Regions from separate parts of the Zeugodacus cucurbitae genome. Here region 2 is linked to region 1. A link is a contact called in public Hi-C data. All regions are on one chromosome and are shown on one strand. The core of a region is the stretch at or near the end of the contact, and the rest is flanking DNA. Distances in the headings are between cores, read along the strand shown. Region 1 holds the start of LOC105216547 (protein escargot). Region 2 holds the start of LOC105216567 (zinc finger protein 260).

Region 1 (5,821 bases), core at 1,776-4,275:
ATAAAACGAATTCTAAAAATCAATCGTTTCTCTTAGATAATGATTTGCATTCTTTCCAAAAATAATAAGTAAACCAGGAAACCAGAAAAAGAAAAACTTCCCAAAGACAGTTTGAATAAAAACTCACGTATTTTTTTAAGTATTTTTCATTTGTATTTTTTTTAAATATTTGCATATTCCGCTTCAACCCTTCTTCAATAAATAATTTGTTTGTATTTTTTCACAATTAAATGTTACTAAAAATATGTTTTCTTATAAAAATAATGATTGCTTAAATGCAACTAATGGCTAACTACTATGTATATTTACGTAGGTATATAGGTATGATTGAAAAGTTTTTACAAAAATAGTTGCTATACAATTTATATTGTAAATATATTTATAAAAAATATGTATGCTTATTACATAAACTCTTCTTTTCTACAAAATGCTGCCCATTTGAGAAAATTTTTAACATTTCTTCGAAGCTAAAACTAGAAAATAACTAGGACTACTAATTACAGTTTTATCTTATAAGTAAAATATTTTTTACAAAATTTACAAATTATTATTTTTTTTTTTTATAAAAATTATTTTCGAGCTTTTAAAATTGAGCTTATTGGTATATAAAATAGTAGTTGAGATTGTGTTTGTGGTAAATGCAAGGCCTGTTTACAATAGTTAACTGTTAGTAGTAAATTTGTTTTTTTTGTAGTAATGAAGTTAGCTATATATTTTGAGCTGACTAGAGGTATTGAAATATGTGTTTGTTTTTTTAAATATTTGTGCTAAATTTTTCTTTTCGGGCTAACAACGCGCACACTGGGGCTATTATATATATAGTTACTTATATTCGCTTAAGGTACTCATTTTGAATGAAGATTGTCTAGACGCGCTGTGGATGCTATTTTCACACTGTTGTTTGCTGTTGCGGTTGGTGGGTTTCGAACTAGGAACTAATTTTTGGTGGTACATGGCAAACTCGGCTTGGCCGCGCAGCTTTTCTGCATTACAACGCAGGCGCTTTAATGCTCGACGAACACTGGATAGCTGTGGAGTTCGTGCGCAGACGCGCCCGAGTCGCTCGTCACAGCGCTGGCACAACTGCTGCCGCTACCGCTGTTGGCGCCGGGGCAGCCGCCCTCGGAATGTTTCGTCAGCAGCGACATGCGCGAGAAGGTCTTCGAGCAATTGCCGCAGGAGTACTTCTTGATGTCGGAGTGCGTCTGCAGATGAGCGCGCAGATTCGAGCGATCGGCAAAGGCGCGATGACAATGCTGGCAGCTGAAGGGCTTCTCACCGGTGTGTGTGCGTATATGACCCTGCAGCAGCCAGGGACGTGAGAAAGCCTTACCGCAAATGTTGCACTTGCAGGGAAGTGTGTGAGTGCGTATATGCATTTTGAGCGCACCCAACGAGACGTAAGTCTTGTCGCAATCCTTGCAGCTAAACGATTTCTTCACCTGATTACCTTCGGCAGCGGGACAATGGAATTGCTGATGTTTCGTGAGGCCCGAGAACGTGGAGTAGGATTTCTGACAGTCGGGGCATTGGTAGCGCGGCGGCGTCGACTTATCCTTCTTTGTAGTGGGCGTGCTGGGTGCGGAGCTGCTTTGGCTGGCGCACAAGTCGCGTTTTTCGCCACTCAACTTTTGTGGCGTCTTTTGCAGCGCGCTGTGCTTCAGCGACAAATCCTCAGGCAGTGAGGGGCAGTGTGGCTCAGGTGTCATGGAGCGCATGGAGTAGTACGAGGATTCGGAGTATGTAGGCGATATGGGCGCATGTGGATGATGGTGGTAGCTAAGCGCGGCTGTGTAGGCGGGTGTTTGGTGTGGTGTGTGTGGCGCGTGGTAGGCAGCTGGCAGCGGGTAGGGCATGAAGCGGTGCGTATGCTGTGAGGGTGATTGTGGCAGCTGGCGCACACCAATCGGCCGATGTATGATTTCGGAGCGCACTGGTGGCGAAACGGAGTTGGCGCGTCCATGCAGGTAATGTGGTGGTGGCGACAGTGAACCCAGTGAATCGGCGGATGGCGAACTGGGCGAGAGCAGATCCCCACGTAGCGGTGAGATCTGTTGCGCCAAATGTGGGTGATTGATTGTGCGGTAGAATTCAGCGGTGTATGGAGACATATGGAAATTCCATGGCTGAAGACCATATTTAGCATACGTGGGCTTAGGCACTACAACAGCGGCAGCAGCTACAGCAGCAGCGGCTGCCAAAGCAGCAGCTTGTGTGGTATTTGTGGAGGCATCGGTTTGTTCTTCAATTTCAACACAATCGATGATTTCCTCCTCATCATCTTCATCCAACATATCCATGGACGCATCGTCATCGGTGTGATCGACGTCGACGCCCTCATCCTCACAGCTATCACTGACATTAATGAGCTCGTCGTGAGCTGTGGACGCGCTGTTGGACACAAACTCATCTGCGTCGTAGGCGCGTTTCTTGAGACTCAAATTTTCGGGTTGATCTGTGTGATCGTCTGCGCCGTTGAGTGTGGCCGCAGACATTTTTGCATCCACAAGATCTGTTGAGTTGTCCTCCTCGAACTGATAGTTGATGGGACGTTTCTTCAAAGGACATTTACTGTAGTTTTTCTCGCCCAACATATCTTCGACTGTATGCATTTTGTAGACTTTATTGTATTTTTATTTTTGTAACTTCACTTTTAGTTTTGCACTTCACAGTGTCTATTAATTTTTGTTATATTTTGAGTTTCTGTTTTTTTTTTTTGGCTTTTCAAATTAAATGTTCACATTTCCTGAGGAAATTTTTGTTTTTATTTGCTTTCAAACACTTAAGCGCGCTAACGCGTCTTCACTTCAAAACTGTGCGCAGTTTCAACTAGCGCTCAATATATACGTGTATGCGATCGTTTACCGAACGCCGACTGATCACGGTTTGAATTCTTTTTTCTTTGCTTCTTTCTTGTTTTTTTTTTTTTTTGCTTTTTCCAATTAAGTACCAAAAACGTGGTATGCTAAGCGTTCAGTGGAACACAAACAGACACTAGCAGCAGCAACGAAGAACTGTGCTGAGCCGTCGTATATCCTCGCTTTTATACGCTGCACGCTCAATCCACTCTCATCCCAACTAGCGCCGTCCAATAGTGGTGGCTGCAGGCGCTCTCGACTTTTCGAGCTCGGTTTTGGGCGCTCAAACAACGCGCACAGAATGGACTTCAGCGCGCGCTCTCACTCACTGCGGATTGAACAGAGCGCATATGCCGGCCGACAATGATGAGCGCACATCTAACTAGAGATTAGTAACTGTTGTAAGGTAAATGGCTCTCCGTAATATTTCCACACCACCGGACAACAACTCTAAACTCACAGCGCACACAAGAGTACACACCAACAACTATTGTAGCAGTCACAGCCGGCAGCAACAACAATTCACTAAGTAGTCGCGCAACCACCAATCGTCGCCGCTTCTAAAGCCGTTATGTGCAAAACCTGTTTTCAACAAATTGCTATTGAAGCATTGGCTGTGTTTACATGCACGTCTGGCTTGGGTGGCTCTGACTCGAGCCGCGTGCCGCCGGATGGTCAGACAACAGACAACAAAACCACTTACTAATACAACAACATGTGCGCGCTGCATTAAGTATATAGTAGAAGCGCGTGTGAGTTGTTGGTTGCGCCAATCAGATTGTTAGACAATACATTAAAATTAATATGAAATTGTTGTTGCATCCATATATAAACAACTCTTGACTCTTCTCAGTCAGTAAACGCTCTTAAAATTGTAGTACACACACCGGCAAAGCCAACTTATGCTCGCTCAGCACTTAATGAGTTGTATGCTACATTGCCTCCGTGCTCTTCCAGCATAGCCAACCCTCATTAACGTTTAACTAACTTATGGCAAGCATTAATTTACATATATTTTATATCTAGCGTTTTGTTTTTGTTTTGGCCGCGCACGAGCGCCTCTCGTAGGTGCTCTTTTTTTTGTGACATTCGGTGCTGCAAGGATCTGTGGTGAGCGACTTCCACATTTGTATTCATATAGGTGTGTAGAGGGAACAAGCAACTCGCGCATGCGACTCATTCAGCTGGCTGGCTGGCTGCCGGTGCTCATAGGCACCTGGGCACTGGTGTAGAATTGCTTGTTGGAGCAGTCTAAAAATAACTGCGCATAGCGGCGGCAGGCAGGTGTTGCTCAATGCGGTGCGGCATTCGCTCGCTGGTTGTTAGTTGTTGCTGGCGTTCGTAATTTCGAATTTTTCTGTAATGCGTTAAAATCATTTTTGATTTTTTTTATTATTTTAATATTAAAAAAAGATGAAAAAATTAATAAAAATTTTAAAATATAATTTTGAAACAAAAAAAAAACATTCTTAAATATTTTTTTATACCTTGAAATTCTGAATTATTTTACATCAAAGTCCGCTTAGGAGTATTGAGTTGCTAATATAGTTTGGAAAATCTTTCGAGTAAAAAAAAATATTGTGAATTTTCGAGTTGGAAAGTGCACTACTTATTTTTTTCCCCTACGGATCAAATAAATTATCACTATTCCAAAGATACTTTCTTTAGTAACAACCTACAAATTTTTATTAAAATATTTTTTTTTTCATTGTCATTTGTAATCACTTTTTCCAGTGTGGTAAAAGAAAATCTACTATATATGTTTTTCAATTGTGTTTAATTTGTATTACCATTTTTATTTAATATTTTGTATTTATACACATTTGGTTCATTAAAAAAAAATTCAGCTCTTTCTATAAATTTAAGTAGGAATATAATTTTGTAATAAAATACAAAACTACTTCGGAGAATATTTTATAAAGATTTTTGCTATTCAGAAACGCGTTCTGCCATGCTATGCCCATATTTTCCTTTCTTTGTATTCATGTAGGTGTTTCCGTTATAGCGGTACAGAAAGAACTTCAACAAACTCGATAGCTGTTTATAGTACTATCCTGGAAAAAATAGTATACTAATCTATCTCTTTGTTGTACTTCCTTACTAAAAATATTCCTTTCGTTAAAGAGATTTATAAATTGATTTTGGTACAAAAAAAATTTAATGTTTGTCCTTCCTATTATTTCAATAAAATGTTTAATTCATTAATTAAACTTAATAGATTTTATTTCTGAAAAAACAGTTTTGCAGACTCCAATCATAACTTCAATTTTAGCACTATTTTTGTTTTATATAATTTATTAATACTACTAAATTTATATATAGCTGATGAGATATACATATATACCACAGTATATAATCGTTTCATCTTCTCTTTTTACTGCAATCTCTTTTCTCTTCTTCGTTGCCAGCACTTGTTCGAATTCCACTGTTCCTGAACTGAAAACTCTTTTGAAACACATTTCCAGTGGTTTATGTCTCTTTATACTTATGCTCTCTTCATAAAACATAATTAAACTCTTTGAATGAGACTCTTCTGCTGCTCGACATACCGTAGCGCTTATTATATACAGTTAGTATATAGCAGTGCAACATACATATAGCTTTTTAATAAAATATTGCGTTTTAAAATAAATTTGTTTGTTTCGTTAATGTATATTATGAACATTTTCTTCAATTTACCTCAAAATATTTAAATATGACAGAATATAATACTAAAGCTTCTAAATAGCTAATTAAGATTCGAGTTTATTGACTTAGTCATAGTTGAATGAATTAGTTATGCTTTTGTATCTAATTCACTCGATCAATTTCACAATATTGCTCAAATCTTCTACACTTATTCACTTAAGGTGAGGCGTTAGTTAATTGAAAAATTATCTAAATTTTAAGATAACATTTTTCGGAATTTTATATTTTTCAAAACATTTAAATTGGTTAAAAACTCAATTTTTTCCCTTTTCCAA
Region 2 (6,013 bases), core at 1,199-3,698, 230 kb before region 1:
TCCCTCATCGTTGATCTTCGAATTTCGAAACTTCCAAGATATTGTATGAATAGAAATATTTATAATTCTACGAATAGGTTGAACAGATCAAAGTTTGAAATCCATATTCTACAATTTCCTGCGATATATCTTCTGTAAATGGCTACATTGTTACTATTTTACTTCATGCTGACCGAAATAGGCACTGTTTCAAAAAAGTCTGGATAGCAGCTGATGTTGGTTTTCCCATTTTGATTCTTCTTAATTATAAAATTATATAGTTTGTTGATAGATTGAGGTCGGAGACCATACTGAAGGCTTTTTATGTAATTTCTAACCAAATTGTTTGTATTCGCAAAGTCTTCTTGGTAAGATTTTAGAAATCATTATGTTTTAGAAACCATAAATTAAAAATTTCTTATATCTTATTAATATAAGATCAGACTTCAAAGTATTATGGAGTTAGAGTTTCGACCCTGAAGTTAAATCTATAAAACTCTCTTACAAATTTTTGAAATGTAGAGAACATTGATTAATCATAGGTTTAACAATATGTAGTAAAACGTGGGAAAAATTATGAATTCAATCAAGGCTAAACCATATATATATCAGTGAAGAAGTTCATCGCAAATACCTATAAAGTTAGCCCCCATAAATAATAAACCCTTAACTGTATAAAAAAATATTTCATCACGGTTCAACCGAAGTACGAAATAAGTTGTTCTTCTCCTCCTAGTCCCCAAATTACTTATGGTCATATAAAAACTTGATGAATTTTTAGATGATGCTCTAGAATTTAATATTTTTTAACATTTCAAATCCCGAAATTTCGTCAAGTATTTGGAAAAATTTAAAAATAATATCAAGCATCTCAAAGGTGAAGTGAAAACTAATAAAAGCAATAAAATAACAAAAAAATATTTGATCTCAGCTATAATATTTATAAACCTATATATCTCTCTCCTATATAACATTACACATTTGTATCTAAAAGTATCTGAGTCTGCGCACAAGCATATAAAGCTCTCTTTCACCCACTGAGTTATAGTCAAACGTTCCAATAGTGCTCTTGACTAACTGTAACTTTCCAGTGGAGCAGAGGTACAATGAAAATGAAACGATCAAACATTTACTAAAGAGCGCCAACAAACAAATTTGCCCCAATGAAGAGTGCCAGCGACGGAATGGAGCATATGCATAGCTCTAGCATATAAAGAAACAAATACAAAATGAGCTCTTCGCTTTACTTCCTAGAAACAACAGAGAGTCACTAAGCTTGGCAGCGCAAGCTAAGCACTCACCTGTACGCTTCAAAGAACGCTGTGCGAGCGCCACACAAGCCAGGTGTTGAGCGCAAAGCTCACAAAAACAACGAAGGGTGTGGGTAAAGTATATAAGCAACGAAGAGCGCCAACTCCACCCATAAGTGAGCAATAAATGCGAGTGTGAGCGCTAAAATGTAAATACAGCAACAAGCTCAAGTGAATGAGAGCTTCTTTTCAAATGGAAACACTTCCACGCAGCTGCTCACGACGCGTACACCGACCAAAGCGTAGCTCTATACAAAGCGCGAACGATCGGTGATCGTGCTGCGTGAGTGCTTTTGGAGAAAACAATAATGACAATAAGAAATCACAGCAACTAAAGTGACAGAAAGCAACGCTACTAGCGGCTAGTGGCGCTATTTTCCTGAAGCAACGACAATCATTGGACGCAGTCGTTGTTGTATGAGCGATCGCTGCACGATCTTATAGCGAACAACGATCGCTATTAAGTTTGCTTAACGACTTATGTTTTGCGCTCCACAGCCTCAGCCGCAGCCAGCCTACCTACTTAATGTAGTCTGCATATGCATCTGCCTATCTGTCTGTCTGTGCGAATGTGCCTCGAAATGTACCAATAGTTAGTATGTGTATTTATAATCAATGTGGCATGGCATGGCGTGGTGGCGCATGTGGCACGTGCTGTAAATTCTGCATCCACTCACGCATGCCAAGTCGCACATCTGTTCGGCAACGCTACCTTGATGGTGGATGCTGTACGTTATTGTTAATGGTGATGGTGGTTGTTGCCGTTGATAGTGTGTGTGCGGAACAGGCTGACTCAAATCGGCTGGCGATCATGCACGTTGATGATCATTAACACATATCTCGGCTCAATTGTAGCCTACAATCATAATGATCTTGTTGTTGAGCTGAGTTAGTGGTTGATTTTAGAATATTGAAAAGATTCCGCTTCCCCTTCGCTGCCTCGACAGTTGAATGGGGATCAACGGACGATCGGAAGTAGGTAGCATGCTACATATGCAGCCTGTATCCTAATAGTACGTGCTATGTCGAGAGGGGTGAATTTGCTGGTGGTGGCGATCATACCGCACCAGATTGTTTGCCATTACCCAGGGGGTTGGTTATTTCAAAATATTTCCAAGCGGCTGGCATTGACTTGGTATAAAACTTAAACTGATCGTGTTGTATTGCATCATTCGTAAACGAAACTGCAGACGTGAAACGTGCGACGTGTCGTGCGGATGGTACAGAGTACAAATTAGTGATTATTTCCAAAAAAAAAATATTTATAAAACTATATACGAATTGAAAGTGTTCGGTGAAAAGTTGTGTTGAGTGATGTTTCAGATGCTTGTGAAATTCATATAAGCGCAAAATATTGGAAAAAAAATTTATTAAAAACGCAAAGAAAAATATTTATGCCAAGTTCCTGGTGTAGAAAAGTGTTCTGTGATTTGTGCCTTTACAACAGTTGCCATGGATAAAGTCAACTATAGCAAATGTCCGCTCAAGAAGCGTCCAATAATGCTGTTGGAGCAGGAGGAGCAGCAACCAGAACGCATGGATTGCTTAGATCAAGGTGAGGAGCTTTCGAATATAGGTTCACTATATATCCTAAAACAAAATCAAGAAGACTAGGACTCTGAAGTTTCAACTTCTGTGATTTTGACCCAGGGTAGTAACATAAATTGAAAAGTTCAAAAGAGCAACTAATATTTTTTTTTGAATAAGGAATCAGAATACGACAAAAAAATTTTCGAATTCTCAAAGCTCAACGAAAATTTATTAATTTTAAACTATTATGATTAATTAATTATTATAAAGTCTCAAAATTCGATTTAAATTGAACATTAATCGACTAATAATTAATCCGATTAATCATCGCCATACAGATTCGGCATTTTTATGGTGTGGTAGAAAGAATTGGATTATTAAATATGGCTTAACTTGTTTAGGAGTTAAAGTATTTAATTAAACTAAATTCGGTTCCAGTTTTACGACTACAATAACGATTAATCAAACATTAATTTCAATACAAATTTCATCATACTAAAAAATATAACAAAATACTTTTTTTCATTTTCCAGATGAAGGCCCTGTTGATCTCAGTCTCGCCGCTGGCGTAGCGCCCGCGTACAAACCAACTTCGTCGCCACCACCAGCGCCAGCGCCCACCACCTACGCTGAGACCTATCAATTTACGCAGGACAATGCAGAACAGCATACACCAACACCGCCACCATCAGAGAAATCTGTCGGTGTTTTTACACAGAATAAAGAGGAGCTGGCGCGACGCATCTGGGAGGAGACGCGAGAGATTGCGCGTGCCTTTCCCGATGTGTTTACGCGTGAGGAAATCGCACGCAGTTTAGCGCGCTTGGGTTACGGCGATTTTCCGCTGCCGCCAGAGGACGAAGTTTGCGGTAAAGAGGAAACAGAGCCCAGACCAGAGGCACAGCGACAACCGCAGTATGATGGCATAACGCCGCCACCAACAACAGCGGAGCCGGAATTTGCGGCGCTTGAAATCAAGCAGGAGATAATTGAAGTTGAAAATTATGTGCCCGCAGCGGAACTAAGAAACTACAATAACAATTTGCTGAAAAGCATTGCTGAGTATGAAGACTGCGTGCAAACGCCAGCTTATGGCATGCAAGCAGAGCAGTTGCCACCACAACAGCAGCAACAGCATTTGACAGCAGTGCCACAGACCATGCCACAAGCGGAGAACTTCTACTATCAAACCGAGCGCCGCGATTTTGAGCCACAGGATTTGAGCGTGAAGACTGATATGCCAGCGCGACGAGTGCTTGGTGAGAATATCAATCTGCATAATGTTGCGCGTGCGTTGCTGAGCATGCAGCAAATCGGGAATAATAATAACAACAACAACAATATTGTGCAGCATGAAGAGCGCCGCACCGCGGACTCACCAAACGCAAACACGCTGAAGATCAAGACCAACAACGATCTCTACTATCAGTGCCAGCAATGCAACAAATGCTACTCCACCTACGCCGGCCTGGTGAAACATCAGCAAACACACGCGTTCGAGAGCACCGAATACAAGATCATACGCAGCGTGAATAGCGCCGAAGCGCCAGGCGCGCTCGAAGCCGCTGGTGAATTCTCCAGCGATAAGGCAGCGGCACTAATACACTCCTCCAGCGTGGCGTCTGCGCAGTCTGCGCAAAAGCCTGTCGGTGTGCCGCGCTATCACTGCAAGGATTGCGGCAAATCATACTCCACATACTCGGGCCTGAGCAAGCATCAGCAATTTCATTGTCCCGCCGCCGAGGGCAATCAGGTGAAGAAGGTTTTCAATTGCAAGAATTGCGACAAGACCTACGTCTCACTGGGCGCACTCAAAATGCACATACGCACACACACGCTACCCTGCAAATGCCCCATCTGCGGCAAAGCCTTCTCACGCCCGTGGCTGCTGCAGGGCCACATACGCACCCATACCGGCGAAAAGCCCTTTAGCTGCCAGCACTGCAATCGCGCCTTTGCCGATCGCTCGAATTTGCGCGCACACATGCAAACGCATTCGGATGTGAAGAAATACTCGTGCCCCTCGTGCACGAAGTCTTTCTCGCGCATCTCCTTATTGGGCAAGCACTTGCAAGGCGGCTGCCAGCAATCACCGCACTCAGGATCGCCAACTTCGTCGACAGAGAATTTGGCAGCGTTCGCCGCGTCTGCTACAACAGCTGGGCAAGTAGGTGAGGGTGGCTTCAGTCAACAGCAGCTGCAACAGCACATGCAGCGACTGCAACAAGGCGCCTACAATGATGAGAATATCCCTGCCGAACGCCAACAGCCGTCTGCTTACTATTATGCCGACAGTTTGGGTAGCAGTGGTGGTGATGAGGAGGAGTTGGAGGAAATGCATTACAGCAGCAGCACGACGCCACCGCCAACAGCGCAGTCAGCGCAAGCGCAAACACAGCAGGCTATGGCGCTGATGGCGGCGCATGGCGGTGAATACTAGTGGTGTAGCGATGCCGAGAGGCTTGTGTAGCCGAAATTTGTATGTAGGTATTGTAAAAGGATACTCATAATTTAGTTTTTTAGTATTTAATTGTAATTTAAAGATTTCAAGCAGGTTAGGAACTCAGGAATTAGTTTGTAATCTTATGGGGATACCAAAAAATATGCAACAGTGCCAAAAATTAGCGGTAGGGTATGACAGGGTCGCATGTTAGTGTAGGTATGGGGTTGTGACAGACTATATTAGGTAGGTATTTATTTTTAGTTTTAATATAATAACTTATTTATTTATTTATTTATTTAATTAATTAATTATTTATTTATCTATATATTTATTTATTTATTTATTTTAACTTATTTATCTATTTATTTATTTATTGTATTTATTTATATGTCCTATAACCAAATTCGCAACATTTAGCGGTAAAATTCAAATCCAAAAAAAAATTAAAAAAAATAGTATTCAAAACTCTAATGAAATAATTGCAACTAAAAATATTTTCTAGCAAATTTAAATGAAAAATTTAATTTAATTAATTAATTTATTAATAAATTAAGGAAATTATTTATTTATTTATTTTTCAATAATTTATTTTATTCTAAGCTAAATATTTAATTTATTTTATTTTAAGGCAACTAAAAGCGCTCGCTTCAAAAACGGGTAATTCTTTCAGTCGGTTGTCTAGTCAATCACCTAGTTTTATTTAAGTTATGATATTTTAGTATAAATTAATATTATTTATATATTTTAGTTT

What was found. Hi-C and Micro-C count contacts between places; a contact is called where the count stands out from the background.
Region 2: a Hi-C map of whole body shows a contact between it and region 1, with 10 times the contacts expected there. The contact joins the promoter of LOC105216567 here to the promoter of LOC105216547 in region 1. A contact is called at or near these places in 2 of 2 Hi-C or Micro-C datasets (both in whole body).

The regions. Positions count from the first base shown.
Region 1 is chr3:13,148,506-13,154,326 of idZeuCucr1.2, reverse strand. It overlaps LOC105216547 (protein escargot), which reads right to left and starts at 3,025. Exons shown (of 1, transcript XM_011191093.3): 1 at 173-3,025. The coding sequence starts at 2,612. The coding sequence ends at 1,005.
Region 2 is chr3:13,380,665-13,386,677 of idZeuCucr1.2, reverse strand. It overlaps LOC105216567 (zinc finger protein 260), which reads left to right and starts at 2,448. Exons shown (of 2, transcript XM_029043091.2): 1 at 2,448-2,844; 2 at 3,353-6,013. The coding sequence starts at 2,742. The coding sequence ends at 5,259.